2 separate regions of the Oryctolagus cuniculus genome follow, and region 2 is linked to region 1. A link is a contact called in public Micro-C data. All regions are on one chromosome and are shown on one strand. The core of a region is the stretch at or near the end of the contact, and the rest is flanking DNA. Distances in the headings are between cores, read along the strand shown. Region 1 holds the start of SRD5A1 (steroid 5 alpha-reductase 1). Region 2 holds the start of ICE1 (interactor of little elongation complex ELL subunit 1).

Region 1 (7,941 bases), core at 1,550-4,049:
CACAAAGCCCACTGCATCTCAGGAAGGCCATCCACAGGCAGGGCGGCTGCCCTAGCAGTGACCATGCCCAGCTCCAGAGTAGCAGGGCCCTAGTCCCAGCTCTGGCTCTGACTGCAGCTCCCTGCTGGTGCAGACCCTGGGAGGCAGCAGCGATGGCTCAATGACTGAATTTACGACACCTATGTGGCAGGCCTGGACTGTGTCCCTGGGTCCTGGTTTCAACTCCATGCAGCCCAGGCCAGCCCAGGCCAGCCCCGGCCAGCCCCGGCCATCACAGGCACTTGGGGAGTGAACCAGGATATGGAGCTCTTGTTCCCTGCCTCTTAGATAATTCTTTTTAAAAAACTGAAATGACCACAGCAGCTAAAAAATGCTTCCCTTCCCCACTGGCCTCCCCACCGTGAAACTGCTATGGGTCACCCCACAGCAGCCCAGCCCCGAGTCATCTCCCTGTGCTGTGTCCTTCAAGCGTTTAAAATCTGACTGCAAAGTGTAATTAAAGCACCACCACTTAACTTTTTTATCCCATAAAACTGAAGATTTCTTCTTATATCCCACAAATGCATCTACGACATGTGCTTTTGGCCTGGACTGAAGGTTGATTTTAGTGTTTAGCCATGCACTCAAAGGCACTGAAAAATCGCATGGCCAGCAACAGAAAAGCCGGAGAATCTACCCAGTGGTTTACCACCCATGAAGGTGTGTGAAAAAGGTAACACCAGGCACGTGACTATCTGAAACCTTGAAAGGGCCCCACAACTTACTCAATGCATGCTTTGACAGCAACTATTTACAACTGCCTTTCTCTTCTGGGAACCACGCAACAAGAGTTCCTGCTCAATGAAGGACCTACACCAGCGAGCTGGCGCCTCCAGCGTGCACTTGAGCCCGTCCCACCAGAGTGAGCTGGACACAGAGGAAGGGTCACTGCCGTGGGCGGGAAGTGACCGACTCACTCCTTCTTCAAGTTCACAACCTGCGGGGCCTGTCTCGCCTGGCCACGTGAGCCACGGGCCGCGACAGCACCGGGAGCGCCAAGCTTGGCTACTGCAGACAGCAGGGAGACTGGCGGCCGTGCAGTCTGTGCTGGACACACAGTAGGCGGCTGCGGTGACACTGCCAGCGCAGGGCTGTCCTTTTCTGGGGGACAGGTTTCTGGTTTTGAGAGATGGACATGGAGAGAGAAAGAGCTTCCCCAAATGCCCTCAAGGACCGTGGCTGGGCAGGGCCAGGGCCATGGCTGTGGGCTTGGAAACTCAGACCAGGTCTCCCGCATAGGTGGCAGGAACCCAGCCCCTGAGCGGTCACCCGGCCGCCCGGGGTGTGCGTTAGCAGGTAGCTGGAGCCAGCTGGACGTGGTGTCATTGCTAGCACGCTGACCACCAGACAGAACGGACTCTCCCCCTACACACAGTTCTGATGTGAGAAAACAAGGCCTGCAGATAGATGAAACTGTAACTTAGACAAGAGACTAGATGGACGGAAAAAATTAACTAAACTCGGTGACTCGGGTACAGGGAGCTACAAACCACGCGTCAGGACAAGCCCTGGGTTAAAACAGAGAAACAGAGTATCTGAAGCGCCCATCCTGCCCCTGCCGGCCACACCACGACCAGAGCCCCCACACCCAGCCCCCGCCTACCAGCTCAGGGGCTGCGGAACTTCCACCTTCTGGCCGTCCACCTCCAGCGCCTCCAGCTCCTTGAAATACTTGTTCTTCAGGCAATGCAGGATCTCTTTCGCGTGGCTGGCGAAACGAGCAAGTCAACACGCGCGCGGCGCCGTCTCTCGACCCGAGTCCTCCAACCCGAAACCCGGCTCTGCCCGCCGAGGAGCCAGCCTGGGTCGTCGCCTTCTCGCTACGCTGCAAGCCTGCAGGGACCCCCTGGCCCCCGCCCCGGCTGGGTCGCTGGACGGTGACACGCTGCGGGCCACACCGCCTTCCCTCCCGCCCAACACCACCCGCGCTCGCGACTCCCCCTGCAAACGCGCGGGGCGGAGGAGCGGAGACGCGACACGTTACCCCGCGGCTCGGGCCGCCCGGCCCCCGGCCCCCGGCCCCCGGCCCCCGGCCGCCCAGGAGCCACCGCGGACCCCACTCCCCGGGGCGGACCCCACTCCCCGGGGCGGACCCCCGCACCTCTTGTAGCCGGTGATCCTCAGCGTGGCGGGCAGCGGCTGCCTGAGCGCGCCCATGAACTGCTCCCACTCGCCCTCGGGCACGATGCGGAGCTCCTGGTAGTAGTGCTCGAACAGCTTGTTCTCCTTGACGATCTCGGGGTAGCCGCCTTCCCAGCCCTGAGGAGGGGCAGGGGCGTCAGACCCCCGGCTCCCAGGCCGGCCCCGCAGGCCCCGCGCCCGCCCGCCCGCCAGCCCGGCGCCTACCGCATCGCCGCGCGGCCCGCCGCCCTCGGCGCCGTCCGCCCCGGCCTCGGCCCGCGACGGCTGCGCGAGCCGCCGGCCCCGCGCCCGCCGCCCCATGGCCCACGCGGCCGCGCACGCCGCGCGCAGAAAGCGGCCCGCCACCGCTGCCACCGCGAATTCCGGCCGCCGCCGAGGCCCCCGCGCCTGGGGGCCTGGCCCCTTCCGGGAGCCGCAGGGGCTGTCGAGAACGAAGCCGAAGCGCCACGTCCGTCCTCTGGGAAAACCACGGGCGGCATACAGCCGCGGGCCGCCCCGGGGAGAGCAGCTCCGAGGGCGTCCCCGGCCGCTGGGTCGGGGTCGGGCACGCGGGCTCAGGCAGCTCCGCGGACCGCCCGACCCCGGCGCGTGCGCAGAGCGGCCGCCCGGGCGGGGGCGGGGCCTCGGCCAGGTGGGCGGGGCTAGCCGGCGGCCCCACCCCGCGCAGGTGACCCGCATGGCTCTGGCCGCGGGGTTGTAGGCGGCCGCGCGTTCCCGGGGCAATCGGGTTTCCCGCCCCTTGGCCGCCTCCCTATATGTGACCTTCCGCGGCCGGCCGGGCATGGAGCGCCTCGCCGTCCCCCGGCCATGGAGCAGGCGGAGCCGCGCGTGCTGGACGCGCTCGCCTACCTGGAGTGCTTCCTGGGCCCGCTGTGCTTCGTGCTGCTCAAGCTGTTGGGCTCGCCCTACGGTCGCTATGCGCCGCAGTGGCCCGGCCTGCGGGTGTCGGCGCGGGTCGCCTGGGTCGTGCAGGAGCTGCCCTCGCTGGCCTGGCCGCTGTACGAGTGCGGCCGCGCGGCCGCGGAGCGCCTGCACCACTGGCCCAGCCGCATCCTGCTGGCCATGTTCCTGGTCCACTACATGCAACGGTAGGGCCGGGCCCGGGGGCCCCTAGCGGGTTTGTGTAGACACCAGTAGGAGTCGCCCAGCCCCGCGCCCCGGCTCCCCTCGCTGAGTTAACGGAAGCGAGTAGGGTCAATCTGGACGGGGCAGCCCGGAGGGGTCCTGCGGGTGGTGGACCTGGGCTCGAGACCTTGTTCCTGGCACAGGGAGCCTGGGGTTTGTTCCTCGGTATCAGGACTGCATCTCCTGACCGTGGCCTCCAGTGAGCCCAGCCGTGTTTGTTTACTTGAAAGGCAGAGTTACAGAGATGGAGAGAGAGAGAGAGACAGAGAAAGAAAGAGAGATCTTCCATCCACCGGCTCACTCCCGAATGGCCACAAGGGCTGTGCCGAGCCGGAGCCAGGAGCCAGGAGCTTCCAAACTTTTCTGCTCCAGTTTTAGCTCTTCATCTCGGCTGCTGTGTGTAGGGAGTTGCTGGTACTTTAGGTCGGTGGTTTCCTTTTGCTTCTTGTGATAACCAGACACCGTAACTTGTTGAAGTAACTTAGCAGAAGGGGAGCCCCCCCCTTCCCCCGGGGGCTTGGCTTTTCTGCTGTGTCCTCCTTGGGTTCCCTGGGCAGGGGGCAGGGCAGGGCCTGGCTGCACATGGGGACCTGAGCCCCTAGGCATCGCTCGGTTGCTCCCAGGAGCCCCCAAGGCCCTGGGGGTGGGGGGCGGCCTCCCAGGCGAGGACCCTGAACACAGAGGCCTGAAAGTGACTTCTGCATCGCTGACTTTCTGCGAAGATTTCTTTTAAGCATCCGCCCCGGAAATCTTCAGTCCTGTTGGCTTTTGCACAGCCAAGGCGAATGAATGGTTGACGCAAAATTTAAAGTCAGCGTTGAGATGGTTCACTTGATACACAGAAAAGCCGCTCAGCTAATGTGTGTGCATCAGAGGAAGCTGAGCTCACTGGCCATGAACCCTGGTGACCCAGAGAGCCGAAGAATTCTGTGCGTGTACAGTTCAGAGGCCGCTGCCTTCGCTTGGTGCCTCACATTCCAGTGAGGAAACACAGGCTCTTAGCGCCCTGAACCCGTGTTGGCGCCTGGAGGGGGCCCAGTACTGGAACCTGGGTACCAGTATGTGAAGCCAGACCCAATGAGGATCGAGTCCTCCCTCTGGTTTCCTCTCTATCTCTCAAAGATTTGCTTACTTGAAAGGCAGAGTTGCAGAGAGAAGGAGAGAGATCTTCCATCCACTGGTGCACTCCCCCAGTCGGCCACAACGGCTGTGCCAAGTGAAGCCAGCGGTTTCACCAGATCTCCCACGTGGGCGGCAGAGGCCCATGTCCTTGGGCCGTCATCCGTTGCTTTCCCAGGTGCGCTAGCAGGGCACTGGATCACAAGTGGGGCATCCAGGACTCAAACCAGGGCCCACATGCGATGCTGGTGTCGCAGGCAGCTGTGCCACCGCACCTGCCCCATCCCCAGGCTGTTTGGACGAAGATACTTAAAGCAGGGGTGGAGGCAACTTTCAACAAAGACTTGGGGAGTACTGTGTACCCAGTCTTGACTGTCAGGCCACTTGTGTTTTTGTAAGGGGGTCGGGCATGACTGTAACTTGAGTGTCAGTTGTAGTCTCCTGTCTAGAGTTCCCCAGACCCTGTGTGCGCTTCTCTGATGGCTAGAAGCAAGCTTTGGAGTCAGGCTGCTGGACAAGGCAAGCTAAATCACAGAGATTCTCCTGGGATTATTTGGCAACAGCAGAGGATTGCAGTGGGAAGCCCCACCGTCGTAAAACCAGGTTCATGCTCAAGGGGGTTGGCAAGGCGAGGTTTTCAAAGGGCAAGAGGAGATTACATAAGACATTTTGTAACTATAATCTTTGATTGTAAGGGCGCCATCACAAGGGTGGCATCGGCCCAACACTTGGTTGCCAGGCGGGTGTCCTTGCAGAAGTATTTTTTGGGTGAGGTCACGGTGGCTGTGGTGCAAGGTTGAGGTACCACCAGTCTTTCAAAAATGGTTCTTTGTTACCAACCACACATGTGAGATCCCCGCCTGCACAGCCTCTCATTTACTTGTTTGTTTAGAGGGTGGATAGGATTTGCCGAAAGTGATTCTGTCTTGATTCTGCCAGCTTGCACATTTTGATCAAGATCTTTGACAGCATCGCTGGTGGTCTCCCAGTGCCAGGATGGAGCTGTGCGGGTTGCTGGACTGGTCTGACCCTGTGGGGCACGGGGGAGGTGATTGACAGTGAGGAGTCAGTGCCAGGCTGTAGCCACAGGGAGAGCTGGGCCGGGACTGCCTGTCTCCCGGAGTCCATCATTCAGTTCTCTGTTTCATAAGCCTTGGCCATCATCTGAAGGTGCTGGGCCTGTGTTACTTCTGCAGAAACTTGACAGGCAAGGGGTGCAGACGTTCAGGAAGGACGTAGTGTGAAACAAAACCAACACAAGCAAAACAAATGCAGCTTGTGTCGTAGCTCTGGGCATCGCGATAACCGGCTGGAGAAGTGAAGAGCCTGTGGGGACCACTGAGTCCGGCCTCGTGTTGTGCAGTGGAGTCTCCTGTCCCCAGATGGGTTTATCAGGGTCCAGCATGCAGAATTAGCACCTGCACGTTTCCTTATTCAGCCAGTGAGTAATCGAGAGCAGCTTTACTATTTAATATCCCAGGGCTGGGCTGAATCATGAGTGTGGCAAGAAAGCTCCACTAGGGTCATCTGCACAAAGTTGCATGGAGGATGCTGCCCAAAGGTGTCCCGGATCCGGTCCTGACAAGTCACAGTCAATTCATGGTCAGTGTCTATCAACCTGTGAAATCGTAATGTCCTGTCCCATGAGAAAGGATTGGTAAACAAGGAGCGGTTAGTGGATTAAGAGCCTGGTGATTCGGAGTCTTGTTGGGACAACAAGAAGCTGTGCGCTGCAGGGGAAGGTCGAACCCTACACGGTGCTTGGCAGATCGAATGTCCCTGCGATTGTGTGGTGCGGTTTGGCCAGCTTACCGTGTGGACAAGGCTTGCCTGGGGTTGTCCAGCTTCAGCTCACAGGGCTGTTGGAATGAGTCCTGTCCTTGGGCAAAGAGTCGCAGCCAGGTTGGAGAAAACTAGCAGAAATCAGGATCCAGGCCAGGATACAGGTAGGCAATGAAAGTGGAAAACAGCTAGCAGAGCTGCAAACTCGCAGCGTGTGTGCTGTGCTTTCCTTTTCTGCTTTGCCAGGAAAGATGTGTTTATGTCCAGAAAGATGTGTTTCCTCATCCAGCGGTTTTTTCAGTATGGAAAAGCAGGCATTTGCCTGCAGACTCAGGTGTGTATGTGTGTGCATGTGTGTGCGTGTCTGTGTGTCTGTGTGTGCGTGTGTGTGTGCATGTGTGCGTGTGTGCATGTATCTGTGCATGTGTCCGTGCGCATGTGTGCACGTGTGTGCGTGTGTGTTTGCGCGCGTGTGTGTGTGCATGTGTGTCTGCGTGTGTGTAGTCTCTTCTACAGACTTTAAGAAGTCAAGGGTACTTGAATTTACGTTTAGCACTCACATCACTGCACCATGTCAAATTACACCCAAAGTTCACTTTAAACATCTCCTGCGCATTCACTTCATGTGTTTATTTTTTACCACACAGATTGCATACGGAAACCGAGCTATTAGACCAGCATAATCATCGTTTTGAGTGATGTTTCTTGTCAAAGAAAAAAACCTTAGAAGTGAAGTTGCTGTGCTTGACAGACAGAAAGGAAAGAACACTGCATTGTACTCCCTGCTGCACATTGTTTTAAAGGCAGATAACTTTAGAGAGAGAGCAGAATGTGGGTGCACGCTCCCTCTCCCTGCTGCACTCCTCAAATGCCTGCAGTGGCCAGGGGCCAACCCAGGTCTCACAGGTGGGTGGTAGGAGCCCAGTCACGTGAGCCATGACTGCTGCCCCCCCACCCCGGTTGCCACCGCCCCTTCCAGGGTTTCTGTGTATATTACCATTGTGATTTGGGGACATTTACATTTTTCAAATGGTAAACATTTTCTGTTCTACCCAAGCAGCTAATTCATTAACAGCTATTTGACCTGAGTTGGTTAGCACTTGGGAGAGAGTCCTACAGGAAACAGCATTTGGCATTCTGCTCAGGTGATCGGCTTTTGCCGCCTACACATGTTCTGGTGCAGGGCACGGCCGGCCCTGCCCAACCCAGGGAGTGAGGAGCCGTGAGGGAGCCAGCAGCTCACAGACCTCAGCAGCTGTACCCAGAGCGCTGGCTGAACTGGGAGACGGCGCAGGAGTGGGCAGGACCTGCCTGGGGAGTGGGAGGCTTTTGTCCAGGGCTTTCTGCAGTCCGTGGGATGGGACGGAGGCGTGACTGACCATTCGGGGCCATGCTGATGGGAGAGTCAGCTCCTTTTGGATAAGGAAGGGGAATATGTGGCATTTTCTGCGTGGTCCAGGCAGCTTTGCAAGGATGGGTGGCCGGCCTGGCCCTGTACTGGGGATGTGGGGGCAAGACTTTCCCTTGGGCAGTTGAGGAGGAAGAACGTAGTGGAGAATCTGCAGGGTCTTTTGACACGAGAGCCTGGCCTGCGAGGGAGACGGAGACAGCTGTGAGGCAGGATGGACAAGCCGCCCGGCCTGGCTCGTCCCCCACAGAGCAGGCATAGGACATTTCCAGCAATGTCCTCCATCCTTGGCCAGCAGCTTTGGCCATTTGGGGTGGCTGCATCCC
Region 2 (7,941 bases), core at 1,424-3,923, 830 kb before region 1:
TTCTCCTCACCGTTCACTAAACCTATTAGGTTTCTGGTGGCAGCGCGCGTTGACAAATCACCACTCCCCTCTCAATCGCGTCAGATTCCAAAGCTTTAGTTCCCAGGTATCCAGCCGTGAGGAGGGTGTGGGGCAAGAGCTGAGCCCGCCCCAGCAGATTCCCTGACCAGCCCTCTGGTAAGACAGGCACAGGGCGGCGGGCAGAGGGTCCTTCGGGTCTTTGGAGCTCGGACAGAGAGACACGAATGTTCTCTTGGAAGCCCAAGAACAGCTGCTTTAAGAAAAACTCTCCTCTCCTTGTTACCTGTGCGAGGTTGTGCCTTAGCGCCTTCCTGCTGCTGCTGACAGGAGGCCTCAGACTGGGGAAGCTGTTAGAGGCCTCCGGGCCTCTCCCTGACATTTCAGCGGAAGACATCATGGCTCCGGCATCCTACACACCTGCAGACCGAGGCCTGCCACTGGCACAGTCGCACCTTGGCCTGTATGAACCATGGCGGTGGCCGTGGTGAGCTCTGCTGCTGAGAGCGGTGGCGGCATCCCCGGGTGGCCCTGTGGCGGGAGGGGCGTCCTGGAGGCCATTTCAGCTCATCCTAACGACTGGCAAACGGGCGCCGGCGGCTCCACCGCCCCGTCCCTGGGCCCCGCTCTCCTCCTGTCCTCCTGCACACGCCTACTGCTCCTGCCCTGGCCAGGCCGTGTGTTTTCCTACTTGGTCTCTGGTGCGCTGTCACGTCTGCCTACAAGCAGCTAATAGGTTCCACTCCACAGTCCCCGCGAGTTGTTTGAAATCTCCTTTGTGAAGCGAAGTAACTCATCACGTTCAAAACGCGGCCTCTAAGTCCTGGGGCAGGGCCGCGACGCGGCCAAGTTCTCTACACTGGGATGGGAAGGACGGCCTGCTCTGTCTCCACAGGGCCCTGTCACGAGGGAGCATCCTCCAGCACTGGTCTCCATCAGAGGCCGTGATGGTAGGCAGCCACCCCTGCTCTTAGCGGGCAGCACGTACACTCAGAACGCTTTTCCCATTGGCAAAACAGCTTCACAGAGCAGAAACGACCAAGACAAGCAGGTGGCGCAGTCGTGTGTGCCCTGACGGGGAGGAGCAGGCGGCAGGGCCTCCGCCCCGCGATGTCTGAACCATTTCTTGGGCGCCTTTACAGGAAGCTTGCTGGCCCCGGCCCTGGCGCACCAGGCTCTGGTTTCTCTCCCAGGGGGTTGAGACGTGGCCCCGAGAAAGGCAGAAACGACTGCACGTTCATTCTGGGAGATGCCCCACTCCCTGTATCTCCAACGAGTCGCAGCGAATCCATTTAGACCTACTGTGTGCAGCGCGTTGTGGCATTACAAAGGAGACTCACTGCAGTCCAAGTGCAGCTGTGTTTGACGAGGTACCACCACGGCCCCGAGGGCCGGAAGGGAGGGGCACGGGGCAGAGGCAGCAGCACGCAGCCCAGCTCCCTGGCGCTTCGTGCAGCGCTGCCGCCGCCTCCTCCCGGTTCCCTGGCAAAAGCGCTCACCTGGGAAGCCTTCCGTCAAAGAGAAGTCACCGTGAAGACGAGCTCGCCGGGGCCAGAAGTCGGAGCTGCGAGGCCACCGGGAGCCACGCGGCTGCCCCTCCGCCGGGTGGGTCACCGGGCCTGCGCCTCTGCGCACCCCCCTGCTCCCTGGACCCTCCTCTCCCGCGCGCTCTGGGGCTGCCTTTGCTCCGCCGCCGAAACCCGCCAACCGGGCCACCACCGACGGAGCTGCCCCCTCCACCGGGCAGTGCGTGGTACCCAGGGTGTAAGCAAGGAAAGAGGCAGGAAATCTCAAGAAAACGCAGGCTGCTCCGAAAGCGGTGTTTCCGGCTGCAGGGTCCCGGCACCTGCGATGCTCCGCCGAGGGCGAGGCCGGACTCCGGGGCCTCCGAGCAAGCCGCTGCCAGCGACGAGCCGTGCCTCCCGACGTGCGGGAAACCTCGGTCCTCGCCGCAGCACCAGGCCCCGAGCCGACGCGAGGCCTCTCCCTCTGCCCCTCTCCCAGGACACGGTTATCAGGCTGGCCAGTGGCCAACGGGCCTGACTAGGTTCTGCCGGGCGCTGCGCTCGGCCCTCGCTGGGTGGCGGCGCCCACAGTCGGGACCTGGAGGCCGCCGCGGCAATGGGCACAGAAACTCGCCAGAGTAGCGAGACTGACGGGAAGCGGACATTAGCGGCGGAGCCCGAGCAGCCGGCACCGAATCGCACCGGACGTGGCCAGAGGCACCGTTCGGTCTCCGCCCGCCGCGCGGCGCGCCGGGAACTGTATCCTTCCTCCCCCCGCTCCCGGACACGGGAGGGGCCCGGGGTACAGCAGGGCTCCCACGGGGCTATAAAAATCCAGCATTTTGCTTACCGGGACGCGGGGGTCCTCCCACTCTGGCGGGCGCCTGAATAATACGTCATCGGCGGGCACCTCGCCCACCGCGGGTGCCTTTAGGTGTCTACGTACAGCCTGTTGTACGGTAGGCTGGCAATAAATGACCCCGTCGAAGGAAGAACTGCACACGTGACGCCTCTGCGGGCGTTGGCTTGTCCTTTGGGCACGTGTTCCGCGCCGCGTCTCCCCGTTGCGTTCAGGCAGTGCCCCGGGCAGCCCTGCGCGGCGGCGGGGGGCGGGGCCAGCCAGGGCGGGGCGGGGTCCTGGCTGGACTGCGTCGCGCTCGGGGGCCGCGCCGGGTAGCGTTTCTCGCCAGCGCCTGAGGCGGCTCCGTTTCGGAGAGCCCTTCGCAAGCTCCACGGGGACCTCTGTGCACGGATGGACCCGCCCGGACCCGGCGGGAAGCGGCCTGGCAGGCGGCGGCCCCGGCGGCATCAGCGGAGGCAAGACAGGGCCGAAGCCGTGGGTCCCTGAGACGCGCGTGCCCACCGGGCCCGGTGGCGGCACCATGATGCCGGGCGAGACGCACTCGGCAGCCCCCGGGACGGCCGCTGACCTCTCGCGGTGTCAGGGCTGCGCGTCTCTGCAGCAGGTGAGGCACCTCCCCGGGGCCCGGGCGCGGGGGGCGGCGCGGCCTCGCCGGCGGGAGCGCGGGGCCCGCCGGCGCCGCCGCCTCTTCCTGGGGGTTGCAGCCCCCCGATGTCCTTGTCGCTGCGGCTTCCTTTGCCGTGTGTAAGCTGGGGACGCAGAAGTCGCTGCACGGAGTTGTGCAGAGTGAGCGGGTTCTTGGAGGACTCCTCCCCTGCGCAGCCTGGGTGCCGGCCGGGCTGCCTCTTCGGCTGCCGGGTGACAGGTGGGATGCTAAGGAGGTCGACCTCCCCGAGGGCAAGGCCTTTGCTTGCCTGTCATCGCCTGTCAGGCGTCTGGTCGGGGTCCTCGGGCTTCCAGGGCTTGGAGAGGCGCTCCCGCTCGCTGCTGAGTTAGCTCCGTAGGTTAAGCTGGTGGAGCAGTCAGTCACGTGTCTAACCGCGGGGTGGGCTCTGCTGGGGCCTGGGGGCAGTGGAAGTAGCCCCAGGGGCCCGTTCGCGCAGATCCTTGCAGCCGGGTGATGCCGGGAGTCTGCGTCGTCGGCTTCGGTGGTGGAACCGAGCTGGCCACGGTGGAGGCTGCCTCCCGTGGCCATCGCCGCTGGGCCTCGTGTGCTGGGCACCGCGGGCAGCGCCGCGACCCGGCATTGCGGCGAGGCTGGCCTCTCTGAGCAGGGTGTCTGCCTGCGGGGACGGCCCGGGAGGCTCTTCGAGCTGCGAGGGACCGAAAGCGGGGGTTGGCGCGGTGGGCTGGTTTCCGGCGAGGTCCGTGGGTTTGACTGCTGAGAAGGGGTGGATGGACGGTGCGGGGAGCCCGCAGGTGGAAGCCCTCTGCGAGAAGCGCCGGGCGTGTGACGAGCAGGCCGTGAGGTGGGCGTGAGCCCCGCGCGGGGAGGAGTCGGCTGCGGGCTTGAGGCATGCTTGCTCTGCGCAGCCCACCCGGCGCTCAGGGCCCTTCGGGGTCTGGCCGTCCTGGGGATACATCTGAGCTCTCTTGCTTACTGGGGCTTGTGCTGGACCCCGCCGGAGGTTTGGACTTCGTTGCCTGGAACGGAAGGCGTTCTTCCAGGTGCCCCGACGGGTAGTGTTAATTAGGGATGCCCACCGAGGGTATGCCGTCACCTAGGCGCACGCTTCTTGAGCACTGGTAGGCTGGCGGATGGCATGCAGTTTGGAACTCACGCAGTGTTCCAGAAGTTCATGGGGAATGCATATCCGAGGAACTGTGCGTGGATTCCAAATACTTTTTTGTGTCCAGAGACACTTACCTTTGGTTTACAATTTCCATGAACTTCTGAGGCGTCCCTACAGACAGAACCGGAAGGCCTGCGTGCAGGAGCAGAGCTGCAGGGCGCCAGCAGTGCGGGTCCACTCGGGCAGAAGAGCAGTCCAGTGTGTGAAGGATGGAGCGCACAGTGCGCTCCGAAGGAAGCTGCAGTTAGGAGGGGCAGCCGGCCAGCTCGGAGAGGCGTGGAGGGGAGAAAGTGTGCGATCAGTGAGGCGTGAAGTGAGGCGTGAAGTGAGGCTGCCGCGGGTTTGCCAGGCTCTCAGGGCCCAGAGGCCACTGGGCGCGCTGGGCTTGGGTGCGTGTGCCTGGGGCGTCGTGGGGAAGGGGTGGGCATTCTGCCCTTGCTGCCTTGTCCTGTCCACGCCGTGTCAGAGGAAAGCAAACGGGGTGTGGGGGTCCTGACAGCTGAGGAGACACACTCCTCTCTGATAAAGATCAGCATAGGCTTGGGTTTGTAAGTCAGAACATGTTGTCCATCAGAGGGGAGGTTAGGTGAACATTTAGTACAGCCTCCCTCCGCCAGAGCAAAACGTGAGCAAGGTTTTTTTTTTTTTTTTTTTTTTTTTTTTTAAATGAGTTTGTTTATTTGTTTGAGAGACAGAGGGATAAACAGAGAAAGGTCTTCCATCTGCTGGTTCACTCCCTGCATGGGCTGGGCCTGGCTGATTGGAGGCCAGCAGCCAGGAGCTTCTTCTGGGCCTCTCACATAGGTGCAGGGGCCCAAGTACTTGGGCCATTTTCCACTGCTTTCGCAGGCCATAAACAGTTGGATCAGAAGAAGAGCAGCCAGGACACAAACTGGTGCCTACATGGGATGTCTGTGCTGCAGTCAGAGGCTTAGCCCACTGTGCCACAACGCTAGCCCCAGTTTGTTTATTTTGAAAGTAAGAGTTAGAAGGAGAGTTCTTCTACCCACTGGTTTACTCCCGATGGCCTCAACGGCCAGTGCTGGGCCAGGGAGCTTCATCTGGATCGCCCACGTGAGTGGCAGGGGCCCAAGCATTTGGGTCATCTTTTTGCTGCTTTTCCCAGGCCATTAGCAAGGAGCTGGATTGAAGTGGAGCAGCTGGGACATGAATTGGTGCCCATATGGGATGCTGGCCTCGCAGGTCTCGGCTTTACCTGCCTCGCCACAATGCCAGCCCTGATTAGTGTGATTTTTAAAAATAATTTCAAAATAAGTAAATTTGAACATACAGGGAAGTTTCCAGAGTAATACCAAAACTCCCTCTGGTGTTTTCAGATTCACCAACCATTGCCATGTTATGGAATGTTTTCACGACTGGTGTGCATGTCCCTGCCGTGTTACGGAATGTTTTCACGACTGGTGTGCACGTCCCTGCCGTGTTACGGAATGTTTTCACGACTGGTGTGCACGTCCCTGCCGTGTTACGGAATGTTTTCACGACTGGTGTGCACGTCCCTGCCCTGCGGCTTTACATACCTCCAGTGTATGTTTCCTCCAAACATTGTCAGCCTGCAGCCCGCACATCCCAGTACTCACATGGGGGCAGCAATTCTGTCCAACCCATAGACCTGTTCACTTTCTGTTTGCTGGCCCTAGACTATTTTTTTCCTTTCTAGCTGAAGGTCCTGTGGGAATATGTTATGTTTCTTTGTCCTGTTTCTTGGTCCTCTTTCATCAGTCTTAATAGGAGAGCCTTGCATTTTCCAAGGACCTGGAAACGTTTTGGACTGTCAAACTGTTGGAAGCCATCAAACCGCTGCTGTGCTCAATGATTTGCCAGCAGTCCTCTTAAGACTCGTATGTGGGTGTACTCACAGGGAGGTGACTGTTCCAGGGAGAGGAGACAGTGAGAAAGCAAAGGGAACAGGCACGTGGGGCAGAGTCCAGGGGAAACAGGGCAGAAGCTGCTGGGAATCTCTCCCAGAGGAGTCGCACAAAACGGAATTCCTTGGGCAGCATATTGTGACCCTGAGTGTGTCCTTTGTTGGCCAGGGCAGCTCCTTAGAGACTCAGTGTGCAGGGTTTCCATCAGGGGCCAGCCATGCAGACGTCCTCTATCTAGTGCAGACCCACATCCCAGAATGGGAGGCCAGCAGGTGTTTCGCATAAGCCGCATTGCGTGGCCAGACACGGTGACCACTCTTAGCTGGGAAGGGGTGGGAAGGGGCCCTTCAGGATCCATTCCCAGATGCCAGCCCAGGGCTCACCTTGTAAGCAGCCTTTCTAAGGAGTGTGCCTTCACGTCTGCTGTGTTAAGGGGTTGCTGCACACACGTTGGGGCCGGGCGATGCTGTGGCCGGCCCAGGGAGACGGGAGACGGGAGTGCTGGGAACGGCCTGTCTCTCAGCCCAGCACGTCAGGGGTGAGGTGAGGAAGCTCCCGCTCGGCTCTGCGCAAGTGTTCAGTTGCCAGCTCAGTGCCCACAGGGGTTTGGTTCTGGGTCACCCCTCAGGCTCCAGAATACCTACTATGAAGTGGGGTATTGCAGTACGTGCATGTAAGCTGCACTCCTGCCAGTCGTCTTAGATCACCTGTGATACCTAACACGTGGAAATGGTGCTGGTCCTTACATTGTTCAGGAAGTGACAGAGCAAGTCTGTACATGCTCACCAGTTTTCCTTTTCTTCACATATTTTCTCTGCAGCTGATTGAATCTGCAGATAGGAATCCCATGGTTACAGAGGGGTAACTGAATTTACTTGTTTGTCTTCCCAGCCACACTCTCAGTGTCTTCTGGCTCTCTGCTCTCAGCACCTGGGTCTCCCGGCCGAGGCTGTCTTGCTACCCCTCCTTGCCCAGTGTGTTCTGCCCCTGTGTTGAGTCCACGTCCCGTAAGAAGGAGGGGAATGTGACCTTCTGTATTCACAGTTGCATCCAGCAAAACAGTTGAGACCAGAAGGTCTCAAGTAAGAGAATGGGCACCTATGGGAATTGTATTTTGAACGTGTACTGTATTAGCGTGAAGAAATCACCCAGAAGGCAAAGAAAAACAATGAGACAATTGAGAATAGACTGAGCTTTCCAATAGACAATATAATGTAGGTTGAGCTTCCCTGATTTAAAATCTGAAATGCTCTGAAATCCTAAACGTTTTGAAAGTGAAATTTCAAGCTTCAGATTTCACAGTTTTTCGATTAGGATACTCAACTGGCAAAGTCTATGTAAATATGACAAAATCTAAAAAAGAAAAAAAAATAACCCTGTGAACTCTCAAACACATCTGGTCCTAAACTCTGAATAAGAGATACTCTAGATTCCAGATGAGAGCAGGAATGCTGGGAGCAAAGCAGTAACTGAAGAAAGCACACCTGAGCATTTTCCTAGAGGGGAAGAACCCCTGGACGCTTCCCTCCTTCCAGAGAACCTGGACAGTGGTCACATCCGCACACGGGAATGATATGGATCACAAAGGTACCCCAGGTACCCCCCACCAGAGCACACCCTGATACACTTTCACAGTTGTAAGGTTCATTATGTGGAAACCATAGTTTTCAGCCAACATAAGTGTCGTGTGGACTTGATTGATGGAGAAGAGATTACATTGTGTTAGGATATTGCAGTATCTGACCAGACATGTGCTGTCATACAGCCGAGCCTGGTGAAATCGTGTTAGGCAGGGACTGGAATGCTGGGTAGCTAGGCACCCCTGCACCCCCGTGCTGTGTGTTGTGAGTTTACGTTTTTATTATCAGAGTTGCATG

The links. Hi-C and Micro-C count contacts between places; a contact is called where the count stands out from the background.
Region 2: a contact with region 1 is called in a Micro-C map of ear pinna, with 5 times the contacts expected there. The contact joins the promoter of ICE1 here to the promoter of SRD5A1 in region 1. A contact is called at or near these places in 2 of 6 Hi-C or Micro-C datasets (ear pinna and an unstated tissue).

Annotation. Positions count from the first base shown.
Region 1 is chr14:93,642,869-93,650,809 of mOryCun1.1, reverse strand. SRD5A1 (steroid 5 alpha-reductase 1) reads left to right here and starts at 2,799. Exons shown (of 5, transcript XM_070056856.1): 1 at 2,799-3,269. The coding sequence starts at 2,989. It overlaps NSUN2 (NOP2/Sun RNA methyltransferase 2), which reads right to left and starts at 2,548. Exons shown (of 19, transcript XM_070056855.1): 1 at 2,386-2,548; 2 at 2,141-2,298; 3 at 1,643-1,747. The coding sequence starts at 2,481.
Region 2 is chr14:94,470,445-94,478,385 of mOryCun1.1, reverse strand. It overlaps ICE1 (interactor of little elongation complex ELL subunit 1), which reads left to right and starts at 2,673. Exons shown (of 19, transcript XM_008251200.3): 1 at 2,673-2,989. The coding sequence starts at 2,906. LOC138845212 reads right to left here and starts at 2,907. Exons shown (of 3, transcript XM_070056859.1): 1 at 2,374-2,907. The coding sequence starts at 2,907.